2 separate regions of the Mus musculus genome follow, and region 1 is linked to region 2. The links are chromatin contacts, called in public promoter capture Hi-C maps. All regions are on one chromosome and are shown on one strand. Each heading gives the region's core, a stretch centred on a gene start, on an enhancer-like site or on the middle of the called end of the contact. The rest is flanking DNA. Distances are from core to core; before and after follow the strand shown.

Region 1 (6,266 bases), core at 3,593-6,092, 600 kb before region 2:
AGTCATTTATCCCAGGTTTGAAACTTAACACACATCACTGGTGTTGAGGGGTCAAAGGGCAATGTTTGGGAATGGATTCCCTTGCTCTTCTACCTAGTGGTTCTCTGGAATCCAGCTTGGGTTGTCTGCCTGGTAGCAGGCACCTTTACCCTTTGAGCCAAGTCGCCAGCCTCCTCTCCTCCATATATATTAAAACAAAGTCGCAAGCTAAACCTGGACCTTCTCACCTGCCTGGTCCGGGTTACAGGCAGACTGGGGTCCCCTCGTCTGGGAACCTCCTGGCTTTTATGTGGACTCTAGAGAGTCTCATCTCCAGTTCTAGTGCTCACAGGACCCATGCTTTACCTGCTGAGACCTCTCTACAGTTCTGTACCTGCGTTTTTTGTTTGTTTTGTTTGTTCTTGTTTTTGTTTTCCGTGACAGGGTTTCTCTGTGTAGCCCTGCCAGTCCCGGAACTCATGCTATAGAACTCAGAGATCCGCCTGCCTCTGCCTCCCGAGTGCTGGGATTAAAGGCGTGAGACACCATCGCCCCACTTCATCCCTAGATTTTTAAAAATGTAGGTTCTAGGGATCTAAGTTCGATCCCCCTGTCTGTACCTCAGTCACATTACCACTTGAGTTAGCGCTGAAGCTCCAACCCCCCTGTTTTGAAACAGACGCTCACAATACTACAGGGTTCAGTCTTGAGCTGCTCTCTGAGAAGGGTGAGAAGGTCCTGAAAAAGACTCTGAGAGGCCAGACAAACTGTCAGCAAGGACTCAAGGTCACAAAGGGTGAAACTGTGACAAGTCTGAAAAGTCTCACTTGAGAGAGAGACCACAGAGTCCAGTTTTATGTTGTGTGTCATGATGGTTAATCTTGGTTGTCAACTTGACTGGATGGAGCTTTTTTTCTTTTAAGTGTGTGTGTATACAGTGCCCATTGAGTCCAAAAGAGGACATTTGATTCCCTGGACCTGGAGTTACACAGGTGGTGTGAGCAGCCCAATTCCAATGCTGGGAACCAAACACCGGTCCTCCAAGAACAGCAAGTGCTCTTAAAGCCATCTCTCCAGCCTCAGTTTTTGTTTTGTTTTTGAGACAGAGTCTCACTAAATGGCCCTGGCTGACCTGGAAGTCCCTGTAGAGCAGGCTATCCTCAGACTCAGATCTGATTGTCTTTGTCTCCGGAATGCTGGGCTTAAAGGTATGTGCCACTATGGTGGCCCTTGACTGCAAATGGAATCAACTAAGAGATAAACGGCTGGACATACTGTGAGAAAGCACATTTCTAACGTGGATGCTAACGTCTTCCTAGTGGCTGCTCAGATGATAGGAGGTCTGACAGAAACGATTTTGTTTCTTGCCTTCTTATCTTCATGTGTCTTGCTAGGAAGTTCCTTATACTGTTGCTGCTGCTGCTATTACCACTGCCACCATGGCTATGGGGCCGGGGAACCATGGGATTGAGTGGTGGGTGGTCGGGGAGTCAGCCTAGAGCAAGAGAGGTTCAAGGTGCGCCTGAACCCCAGAAATCTCAGGAGAAGGATTGCCCCTCCCCAACCCCGTGCCCTCACTTTTGCCCCTGGTAGCCAGGTTAAATTCCTCTCCCCTTATAAGGTCATGTCTAGCAGCAGCTGGAATTCCTTATGCAAATGGGTGATCCCCATCACCCTGGCCCTGGCCAATGATGTACACTTACCCCAAAAGCCCCTACACACCCCTCAAAAGGTCAAGTAGGCTGCGTTTTCCCAACTGAATGAGCTGTCTACTGAGGCTCGCACCCAAGAGTCTTCTTGTCAAGCTCACCACTGCCACCACTGCCTGAGGTCTCTTCCCATCTGGCTACTCTCACCCAGCTTCCCCTCGAAGGTTCACTGGTTGCTATCTTGAGCCAATCATGCAGTGAATGGTGGGGAAGCAGAGCCAAAACAGCACATTGCTCCCACTGCTCCCACTGCCTCCACTGCCCCCACTGCCTCCACTGCCCCCACTGCCTCCACTGCCACCACTGCCTCCACTGCCACCACTGCCTCCACTGCCACCACTGCCTCCACTGCCACCACTGCCACTTCATTCCTTCACAGATATCAGAACCCAGCTTCTTCGGTATTTCGGTATGGATGGGAGACTAGTGGTTTCTCTAGGAACCCTTCAATGCCAGATTGTGACTCCTGAGGCACCAGACTCCAGGACCGAGTCACCAATGGATTCTCAGCCTGTGGTGAGCATGAAGAGAGCCACAATTGTAGCGCTCAGACTGTATGATGTAAGTCAGTCTATTAAATTCCTTTTTATCCTTAAATTTTTTAAAAAAGATTTATTTATTATTATATCTAAGTACACTGTAGTTGTCTTCAGATGCACCAGAAGAGGGCGTCAGATCTCATTACGGATGGTAGTGAGCCACCATGTGGTTGCTGGGATTTGAACTCAGGACCTTTGGAAGAGCAGTCGGTGCTCTTAACCATTGAGCCATCTCTCCAGCCCCCTATCCTTTAAATTTTTAAAGATTTATGTGAACACATACTGTTTGCCCGTATGTGTACGTGTGTGCATGTGCATGCCTGGTGCCTGCAGAGGTGAGGAAAGGGTTTCCGATCCCAGAACTGTAGTTCAGCCATGTGGGTGCTGGGAACCACACCCAGGTCCTCTGAAAGAGCAACCAGTGCTCCCATCCTGCAAACTGTCTTTCTGTCGTCTAAAGCCCCTGTGGTTTGTGTTCATTCTGTTGGTTTTGTTCCCCTGCAGAGTGTGGACTAATACACATGGTGACTTTTCAAAAGCAGCTTTGATGCCTAGAGATGGAGCTCAGTTGATAGAGTCCTTGTTTAGCGTGCAAGAGACCCTGCGTTCGCTCCTCATCACAGGTAAAAACTGGGCAAGGTAACCCCAGCACTTGGGAGGAGGGAATAAGAGAATCAGAAATTCAGTCATCCTTGGCTATGTAGCAAGTTTGGGATTAGCCTGAGCTACAGGAGATCTGACTCAAAAAAGAAAAAAAAAAGTTCACTGGGGCCTTTCATCCCAGCACTGGGGTTGAGGAAGAGGCAGATAACAGATCGCTCTGTGTTACAGGCTAGTCTGGTCTACAAGGCGAGTTCCAGGGCTGTCAGGACTGCTGCACAGAGAACCCTGTCTAGAAACAAACAAGAATTGCAATTGCTTCAAAAACAATTTGGAGGAAGAAGTAGCAAGAGACGAGGTGGCAGATAACAAGGCAGTGGCATCTGGGGACAGATGGCTTCAGAATTCAGAGGGAGCAGAAAGAGATAGCCTTGACTTAGACTGGGAGACATTAAAAAGCAGATGCTTGTAAGTGGTAAACAGTAGGAAAGCAAGCAGAGGGGGCTTAGAACAGGGACAGTGGGGAACATGAGGACACGAGAACATGGGGTACATACCAGAGCCCCAAGTGAGGAGCAGCCTGAGGATGGGAGACTTGGCACTGAGTGGTAGAGAAGGGCCCTTTAGAGTCTGTGCAGTTTGAGGCCAGTCTTTGCGCCATCATTTCTAGACATGCCCTTCACTTCAAACTGACAACCACTGAGAGAGCTATAGGCTCTATTTAGTCATAAAGAAGGGTTCATCCACATTTTGGACAGTCAGAATTTTGGGCATGCAAAGGCATTAGTACTGTATGATCCCTGGGGATGTGAAGGTGGGTTTCTTAGGTCCCCTTGTTCTTGGGAGCAGTAACAATATAAGACCCATGTTTCTAGTCACCTCCCAGAATCCCCAGGTTGCAGTTACCCACGGTGGTAACTGATGGTACCTCCTTTATTGGCTGCTTTCCTTGGTCTTCTTGCTACTTCTCTGCGGGTGCTTCCTGGCTTCACCTCCTACACTAACCACACACACTTGTGTCACTGCCTCAAGATCTGCGTTGGGAAAATTAAGCTAAACACTGTACACAAAAGGGTCGGAATCAATGAGCAGACACAGACAAGTGCAGGAGCTGTTCACACAAGCTTTCCAACTGGAAGCTTCGGCTGATCAGAATGCTCACAAGATAGGCTGAGCCAAAGTGTGAATCAGAGGTAGGTGGATGCAGCTGGTCTTTGCTACTTTGTGGGTTTTTTTCCCACCCTTCATCCCCCAGTTTCAACCCCTATCACTAGATAGGAGAGAAAGAAGGATAGAGGGGAGAGATAAATAGAGGTCCTTGAATCTAATTTCTTTTGACAACTAACAAACTGCAACTAGTCCCCTCCCCACTGATGGCCAACAACCACCCATCCACCCCCCAGGGCTCTCAAACTTATATCCTCTGAGAAGTACCCAGAATTCCAAACATAACACAATCACAGAAACTATGTGCAGCTGGCAAAACCCTGCTTTTGCTAGAACACAGGCAAATCGTAGTCAGCTGCTGGGAAGCAGCCCCGTATCTCCACACCTGGCATTAAAACAAAAACATATTCCTATACGATTTCTCTGATGTTAAAAGAAATCAAAATTTCAGAATTCTCACTCCAGGGGAGTCTTTGTCACACCAGTTTGCTATCACATGACCACGGAGTTGGCTAGAGATGAGCTCTGTACCCTGAAGATGAACAGTCACCCAACCTCTGAGTAGTAGCCCCAGAGTAGCATTAGGCAGAGAGACTCCTGGCATCTGGCTGATTGTGCACATCCACTGCTCGGATCGAAGCAAAAATAACCTACTTTTCTATAAAGAAGGTCTAGATAGGCCCCAAGGCTAGTACAGTCTGCCCCTCCACCCTACAAGCTGCTAGTCTCCATATACACTAAGGGATCTTTTCTGTGTCCTGCTTTGTGTCATGGTTAGGACAGCTCGGCTGGGCTCCCCAACCAGAGGCCCAGGCTACAGCCCTAGTGGCCTCTAGGGGGCGCCGCTGGGAAGCTTGTGGTTTGGCACCTCCAAGCTCAGTTGTGATGGGCGGACTCCGACCCCTAAAGGCCCCAGGTTCCACTGGCTAGCCCCTGGCTGATTGTACCCAGAGTGGATCCGACTCACAACGACACCCGCCTCCGATCCCACCATACCGGTGTTGTGTTGCTCGCCGCTGCCTCATTTCTATCATCGCCCCAGGTAGAGCCCTAAATCCTGGCCGGCCGGATGTCCATATGCCTGTCTGTTCATTTTGGGTGACCGTGGGTCGGTGCGCCCTACTCCTGCCGTGGCATGTGCAGAGTTAAGGCGGGAGGAGGTTTCCCCGAATCTGGGGAGGGGGGAGCGAGGGGCGGACCCGGTCCAGCCCCGCCCCACGCCGGAGCGGTGCGGGAGCCCCACCAGAGCCCAGCTTCAGCCCTAGCCGGAGCCAGCGGAGGCGGAGGCGGAACAGCGGACCCCGTGCCCTGGCGACATTTGAGATCCAGCAGGTGAGTCCCGCGGGAACCTCGCGCAGGGGAAGTTTGGGGCATGAAGGATAGAACCTTAATTAAACCCACTAGCCAGACCCGCCCCCCACTCTCCTTTGAGTTGGAAGTTTGGGGCCAGGAGGCCGTCCCTGTTAAATCCCGGGACTGAGAGTGGAGACCCCCAGCATACACATAGAGACATAGACACAGAGAGATACACACACAGCAAAAGGGGAGGCTAAGGAATGTGCTCTTGGGTGGGGGGTGTCAGGAATCCAGCCGTTTATTCCTACAGGAAAAGCCCTGGACTCAGGGACCTTCTAATCCTGTGCTCAAGAGATTCTCTACACCAGCCTTTTAAAACCTCCTCAGCAGGGAATCTGCTGGCATCGCCACACCCATAAAGGATGGACTTCAAAGGGAGTGTGGAATCCTGGAGTCTAGCCCCTTTGGGTCTCGCATATGAGACTGGCCTTTTGCTGATATAAATGGTTATACCTTGTAGAAGATCCTTCTTGTAAGGACTACAGGATGAGGGACCCTGATGGCTGGACCCAGGTTGTTGAAGGCACACTAGATGCCAGTGTGTAGAGGATGCAGAACTCTCTTGGAGCACTGAGATAAGACTTGTTGGGACAGGAAGCACGCTAGGATGGAGATTTGGGCTCTATCTTCCCTTCCACTCTAAATTGATCAAGTTACTATTTGCTAGTTCTTAAGGTTGGGGAGGGAAGAATCCCTCATGTTCCCACAAGAACCGAGAACGCCTTCTGGGTACCTGGAATCTATTCTTCCCACTATAGAAGGACCTTCACCAGTAGAGTGTTAGTCAAAGGTGTGGGTCTTTCTGCACGAGTGGTTTTGGGCCTGGCCTGCCTTCAGCTACATGTTGTTCATCTGTTTCTTGACAGTGGCCCTGACCCTTTGTTTTCTGCCTCCCCTCCAGGTCAAGGCAAGATCC
Region 2 (6,772 bases), core at 2,211-4,710:
TGTTACAAAGTGAGATCTGTGAAACAGCTCTAGCTACTTGGAACTTGATTTGTAGACCTCCAACTCACAGAGGTGCTCTTGCCTCTGCCTCTTGGGGGCTGGGATTAAAGCCTGGCCTTTTTTCCTTTTCCTTTCTTTTCTTTTTCCTTTTCCCTTTCTTTTTCCTCTCCCCCTCCCCCTCCCCCTCCCCCCTTCCCACCCACCCCTCTTTATACAGAATTTCACTCTTTCAGGCTGGCCTTGAACTGGAGGTGGGACTCCTGCCTCAGCCTGAGCTACTTGGATTATAGGTATGAGCTACCATACCTGGCTTTTTAAAGTTTTTGTTTGTTAGTTTTGTTTTGTCTTTCTGTGTAGGCCAGGTTGGCCTTGAACTCATGATCTGTATGTGTTCAATCTCAGTAGCCCTGGTGAGCCTAAAACCTACTGTGTAAACCAAGTTGGCCCCTAACTCACAGAACTCTTGACTCTGCCTCCAGAATGCTTGGATTTTTCTTTGCTTTATTGTTTGTTTTGTTTTGTTTTCAATACAGAGTCTCTATGTATATAGTCCTGGCTGTCATAGAACATGATATGTAGATCAAGCTGGCCTCCTAGAGATCCTCCTATCTTTGCCCAATTCACTAACTAATAATTGTTAAGATTTTTACCAGAGGGAGATAGTAATCCATTTTTTGGGAGACTCAAAAAATAAGAAAGGCTATATTTCAGGAAAATGTCTTATTTTCTCTTTGAAATACTTTTTTTTCATAAAATTGTTTTATGTTAGCTTAAAATAATTTCTATAACCTCTGGTGTTTGTTTTGAAGTAGGGGTTCACAATGTAGCCCTGGCTAGCCTTGAATTTGGCTATGTAGACGAGGCTGGCCTTGAGCTCAGAGATAAAAGGCATGAGCCATCACACATGGCACTGCTGCTGTTTATATCAATAGAACTGACTTTTGATTAGACATAAGAACTGCAGTGTGGTAGGTTACTCTAGATCTGCTTGACTTAGAAGGGTAAGATAGTCTTCATGGCATTATTTAAGGACAATGCTGGGTGTGCTCTGGTCAATAAAGTACCTACTTTTAGATGCCTCAGCAGTCATTGTGTTGTGAGGGTCTGAGGAAGCTTGAGTATTCTCAAAAGCCAATGAATGACTTTAATGACTTTTAAGTATGGGAGACACTGTGGTTAATGGTAACATTCTAATTTTTGTGTTAAATTTTATTCCTTATGAATATTTAAGCTTGCTTATGATGAACCAGACATAAATAATGTTAGTGTTATTGGGAACCAATAGAAGCTTTTATGTTCTGAAAATCCACTAAATGTACGTTCTACTGTTTAGGTTAATGTTTTAAATTTCTATTTACTTTATGAAAGGGCTTGGTACTCCTGAGGAGACAGTTTTTTGGAAAAGAGTGCTTGCTATTAAGAGGACCTCAGTTTAAATCCCTAGTATATTAAAAAAAAAACACACAAAAAACAAAAAAAACCCAAAAACCCAACCAAATGAAAGAAAACATGTTTTTGTAACCTGTGTTGGGTGGAAATTGAAGTAAGCTCAGTCCATTTAGTCTAACTGAAACTGTAAACTTCAGATTCAGTGAGAAACCCTGTCATAAAAAATAAGAAGAGAGCCATAGAAGATGCCCAGTGCACTCCTCCAGCCTCTGCATACATGCACCCATGCAAATGCACCCCACACATGTACAGATATAACACCCAAATAATAAATTAAAAAACAAAAGATAGAAAGGGAGTGGTGATGGTATGGTGATGGACCAGTCCTCCTGAGCTGAGTTACCTAGTGTTGGTTGTCTTTGGCCTCCTACTGTGGGGGTGGAGTTTGAGCTCAGAAGGGTCTTATGATAGAATCAGTATGTCTTGGGAGGAGAATCTTGAGTTGATTCTGATAATCTACATGTTCTTGTTGTCTTGCCAAGCAGTAGATAGCTCTTTAACCATTTTTATTTCCTTTTTCACGTGCCTTCTCTGGGATTCCCCGGTGTCTAATTGCCTACTTAAGTTCCTTGATTTTTTTTTGATTTGTTGAAATAGGTTCTCATTCTAAGGCTACTCTTAAATTCAGGATCATCCTCCTCAACATTCCAAGCAATGAGATTAATAGTTGTAGACCACCCTTTATGGCTGTCTCTTGATCTTTGATAAAAGCCAAAATGTGTAAAATGCTCTAGTGATTAGGCAAAGGAAAGATGCTGAGTAGTTTGAAAGGCTGGGCAACTCTTATTTATTTCTCCTTTATTTTTATTTTGTTTTTTGTTTGTTTGTTTTTTTGTTTATTCAAGACAGGGTTTCTATGTAGCAACCCTGGCTGTCCCAGAACTCACTTTGTAGACCAGGCTGGCCTTGGTACACTCAAGAGATCTGCCTGCCTCTGATTCCTAAATCCTGGGATTAAAGGCATGTGTTACCACTTACCAGCTTGTTTATTTTCTTGAGTTATATGATGGATGTTTTGTTGAAATGTGTATAGATCATATGCATGCCTGCTTCCCAAAGAGGCCAGAAGAGGGTGTCAGATTCCCTGGAACTGGAGTATACAGGTTGTGAGCTGTCACATGGGTTCTGGGAACCAAACCTAGGGTTTCTGGAAGACCAGCAAGCGCCTTTAACTATCTCTCCTGTCTCATTTATTCTTTTTTGTTGTCCCTTTTCTAACTGTAAGTATTTTAAAATGTTTTATTGCAATAAAAAGTTAGCTTGAGGCATTAGAATCTTGTCAGCTTTTTTATTTTGGACATGAAGATAATGCCTAAAGAACTAATGTTCTAGGTGACTTTCAGCTTTAAGTTCTTACATAATTTAGCTTGGTGTAGATCACCTAACATGCTTTGTGGAATGATTCATGTTGCCTTCTGTGATAATATACTCTTGGATAGTTATTGGGCCCAGATGAGGATCTTTCTGAGTAGAGGCCCAATAGAGCTGGCATTAATGCTGCTACTGGTCACAATGATATACAATGAGTCCTTTCTGGACTATACTCAATTGGATTAATTACAATCCATGATGTAGATATAATAAAATATTTGGGAATCTTTACCATTGTGTGCAGCAATTAGAAAGACACTTCCTGGAACTTACAAGACATTTTATATTTTGAGGCCGAGCATGGTTGTTTATTATAATCTAGTATTCAGGAAGCAGAGGGAATAGAGGGTTACTTCAAATTCAACACCAGCCTGGTCTACATAGTGATTTCTAGGTTAGCCAGGTTATTATATAACCAAGTCCTGTCTGAAAATCAAAAGAAAAACCAAACAACCAAACAGAAAATTGCACTGATTACCCCTGACTCCACATGTGTAGTAATTGTCATAATGACCTTGGAATTTTAAGTTCCTTGGCTGTAGAAACTGGGAATTTTTGTAGTATGTTACCTTTGTTAGCTTATCTGGTATTGCGGATTTTCCCTGTTGCAGGACTGGGTGAAAGCTTTTTCTGCAGCAGTCATGTTGAAAACCTTGTGTTGACTTACCTCGTGTTCTGAAATGGGAGCATAAAAGTTTACTCGGACACCTCATCTTAAAATAGCAAAACTTGCTGTTTTCTGCAGATCTAGGACCTTGTTACAGAACTCTGCCCCCCAAAATATGTTTACAGAAGAATATGCTGTGATTAGAGAAGAATATGCTGGTGTGTAGATTTCAAACTCTCTGGACAATATGAATAACCCTGTCTTTGTTTCTACAGTGGGAGCCAAGAAGAAAGGTTTGCTCCCGGGTGGAACAGGGATTATCCTCCTCCTCCCCTTAAGAGTCATGCTCAAGAGAGACACTCTGGCAACTTTCCTGGCAGAGATTCACTTCCCTTTGATTTCCAGGGGCATTCAGGACCTCCCTTTGCAAATGTAGAGGAGCATTCTTTCAGCTATGGAGGTAGAGATGGACCACATGGTGACTATCAAGGAGGGGAGGGACCTGGACACGATTTCAGAGGGGGAGATTTTTCATCTTCGGATTTCCAGAGTAGAGATTCAGCACAGTTGGACTTCAGGAACAGGGACATACATTCTGGGGATTTTCGGGATAGAGAAGGACCACCTATGGACTACAGGGGTGGAGATGGTACTCCTATGGATTATAGAGGTAGGGAGACACCTCATATGAATTATAGAGACAGGGATTCTCATACTGTTGACTTTAGAAGTAGAGATGTCCCTCCAACTGACTTTAGGGGGCGGGGCACATATGATTTAGATTTTAGAGGCCGAGAGGGATCCCATTCAGATTTTAGGGGAAGAGATTTATCAGATTTGGATTTTAGATCCAGAGATCAGTCTCGTTCTGATTTTAGGAACAGAGATGTATCTGATTTGGACTTCAGGGATAAAGATGGAACACAGGTGGACTTTAGAGGCCGAGGTTCAGCTACTACTGATCTAGACTTTAGGAACAGGGATACACCACATTCGGATTTCAGAGGTAGACATCGTACTAGGACTTACCAAGATTTTCGGGGCAGAGAGGTAGGACCTTGTATGGAATTTAAAGATAGGGAGATGCCTCCTATGGATCCAAAAGTTTTGGATTACATTCAGCCTTCTCCACAAGAGAGAGAACATTCTGGTATGAATATGAACAAGAGAGAAGAATCCATACATGACCATGCAATGGAAAGACCTGCTTTTGGTGTTCAGAAGGGAGAATTTGAGCATTCAGAAACAAGAGAAGGAGAAACACAAAGTGGAACTTTTGAACATGAATCTCAATCAGACTTTCAAAACAGCCAAAGTCCAGTTCAAGAACAAGATAAGCCAAAGCTTTCTGGAGGTGAACAACAGAGTTCAGATGCTGGTCTGTTTAAAGAAGAAGGTGATTTGGACTTTCTTGGCCAACAAGACACTGATTACAGAAGCATTGAATACTGTGATGTGGATCACAGGTTGCCAGGAAACCAGATTTTTGGCTATGGCCAGAGCAAGTCATTTTCTCAGGGCAAAATGTCCAGAGATGCCCAACAAGACCTTCAGGTATGTTGATGAGGTGATTCATAATCCTTTTGTCAAGGTTGAAGTATAGAATAGAAGATGTTTAGTCACTAAAGCCTTCTTATACAACCACGCAAAAGGAAATTCTGTAATTGAGAGTAGAATATAGGAGTTTAAACATCTAAAAAAGGCCCTTGGCTCAGAACATGTTTTCGATGTGTGTTTGTTTAATCATTCTTTTGCTTTATTGTGCTTGTTTAAATGTCCTGTGTTAAATTGATTTCAAATGATCAATCTTTGGGGAGTGGCTCTTAATACTATTGCAGTCCCTGTGATTTAGGATTTATTTCCTTATTTATGTTCATTTAGAGAATACTTAGTATTTTTTGCAGTCATGAGGATATGATGATGTTAATGTTTTATACACGTTTCCTCTTATAGCTAGCTTACTCAGCTTAAAGGTTAAGTTTCTTGAATATAAGCAAGTACAGTTATATTTGCAATTTAATTATGAAAATTATCTTAAAATAGATTTTACCCATCTCCACTTAGGTTTCCTATGTGATTTTTTTTTTTTTTTTTTTTTAAAGACAGGGTTTCTCTGTGTAACCTTGGTTGTCCTGGAACTCACTCTGTAAAACAGGCTGGCCTTGAACTCAGATCTACCTCTCTCTGACTCCCAGGTGCTGGGATTAAAGGCATGAGCCAACACCTGTTTTTTTTATTTTTTGTTTTTTTTTTTTTTTTAAAGATTTATTTATTTTATTTATATGAGTATACTACTGCTCTCTTCAGACATGCCAGAAGAGGGCATTAGATCCTATTACAGATGTTGTGAGTCACCATGTGGTTGTTGGGAATTGAACTCAGGACCTCTAAAAGAGCAGTCAGTGCTCTTAACTGCTGATCCATCTCTCCAGCCCCTGTTGTTGATCTTAATACTTAGTAACCAAATAGTATGTTTTGAGAATTTTATTTTCTTTAATTAGTCTTAGCATACTTATAATCCAGTGATATTAGGGAGAATGAGAGATTATAATTGCTCATATCTTCACCATAATGCAAATCACTTTTGATCTTGAGTATATATTATGTCGACTTTATTTTTTTTACATGCAAAAATAAATCTATTTGTGAAATAACTTTACATTCTGAATTCAAGGATCAAGATTATAGGACTGGCCCAAGCGAGGAGAAACCTAACAGGCTTATTCGATTAAGTGGGGTTCCAGAAAATGCCACAAAAGAAGAGGTAAGACATATATTTTCTCTCTCTTTCAATTAAAAAAAAAGAAAGAAAGAAAAAGCCCAGATGTGGTAACTCATGCCTGTAACTCTACCACTTGGGAAAAATATGCAGAAGGATTGTCAATTGAGGCCAAACTGGACTACACTGTGAGATCTTGTCTCAAAATGAAAAATAAAAAATAAAATTTAGGTTCAAAAAGTATAGATTTATGGGAATATATAGAGGTATAGTGTCAAGTGTTGTGATATATGCCTATAATTAATACTCAGAAGGATGAGACAGAAGGATCAAGAGTTTGAGCCCTGGGGGAAGATAATGGAATGAAATAGCAATGATATTTATGTATGAAAATATCACAACTAAACCAATTTGTATGCTAATTAAAAACAATAATGAAAACTCCAAAATGATTCAATGCCAAAGTTGGGCTTGCTAACAGACGCTAAAGCTGAGCCTGGTAGCTCAGGCTTATAATTCTAGCTATTCAAGAAGTTGAGGCAGGAATGTAAAATCAAGACCAGTCTGGGCTACAGAATGAGCTTAGGGCAACCTGGGCAATTTAGTGAGAACCTGTCTCAAAATTT

Evidence for each region. Promoter capture Hi-C pulls out the DNA fragments that hold promoters and counts their contacts.
Region 1: a promoter capture Hi-C map of liver shows a contact between it and region 2, with 6 times the contacts expected there. The contact joins the promoter of Klhdc8b here to the enhancer-like site in region 2. A contact is called at or near these places in 4 of 39 promoter capture datasets (cranial neural crest, hippocampal neurons and liver) and 2 of 115 datasets of contacts at active chromatin or transcription factors (astrocytes and bone marrow-derived macrophages).

What each region holds. Positions count from the first base shown.
Region 1 is chr9:108,451,377-108,457,642 of GRCm38.p6, reverse strand. Klhdc8b (kelch domain containing 8B) reads left to right here and starts at 4,842. Exons shown (of 6, transcript NM_001359428.1): 1 at 4,842-5,326; 2 at 6,252-6,266. It also overlaps a transcript of Ccdc71 not described here.
Region 2 is chr9:107,850,334-107,857,105 of GRCm38.p6, reverse strand. Rbm6 (RNA binding motif protein 6) reads left to right here. Exons shown (of 21, transcript NM_011251.3): 3 at 3,703-4,981; 4 at 6,102-6,191. Among named protein-coding and RNA genes, the nearest start is that of Rbm6, 19 kb to the left of the region's middle. Within about 2 kb of position 3,460, at least 3 of the 459 cell types and tissues checked have an H3K27ac peak or open chromatin away from gene starts, as enhancers often do. A contact at or near this core is called in liver, where this site is marked.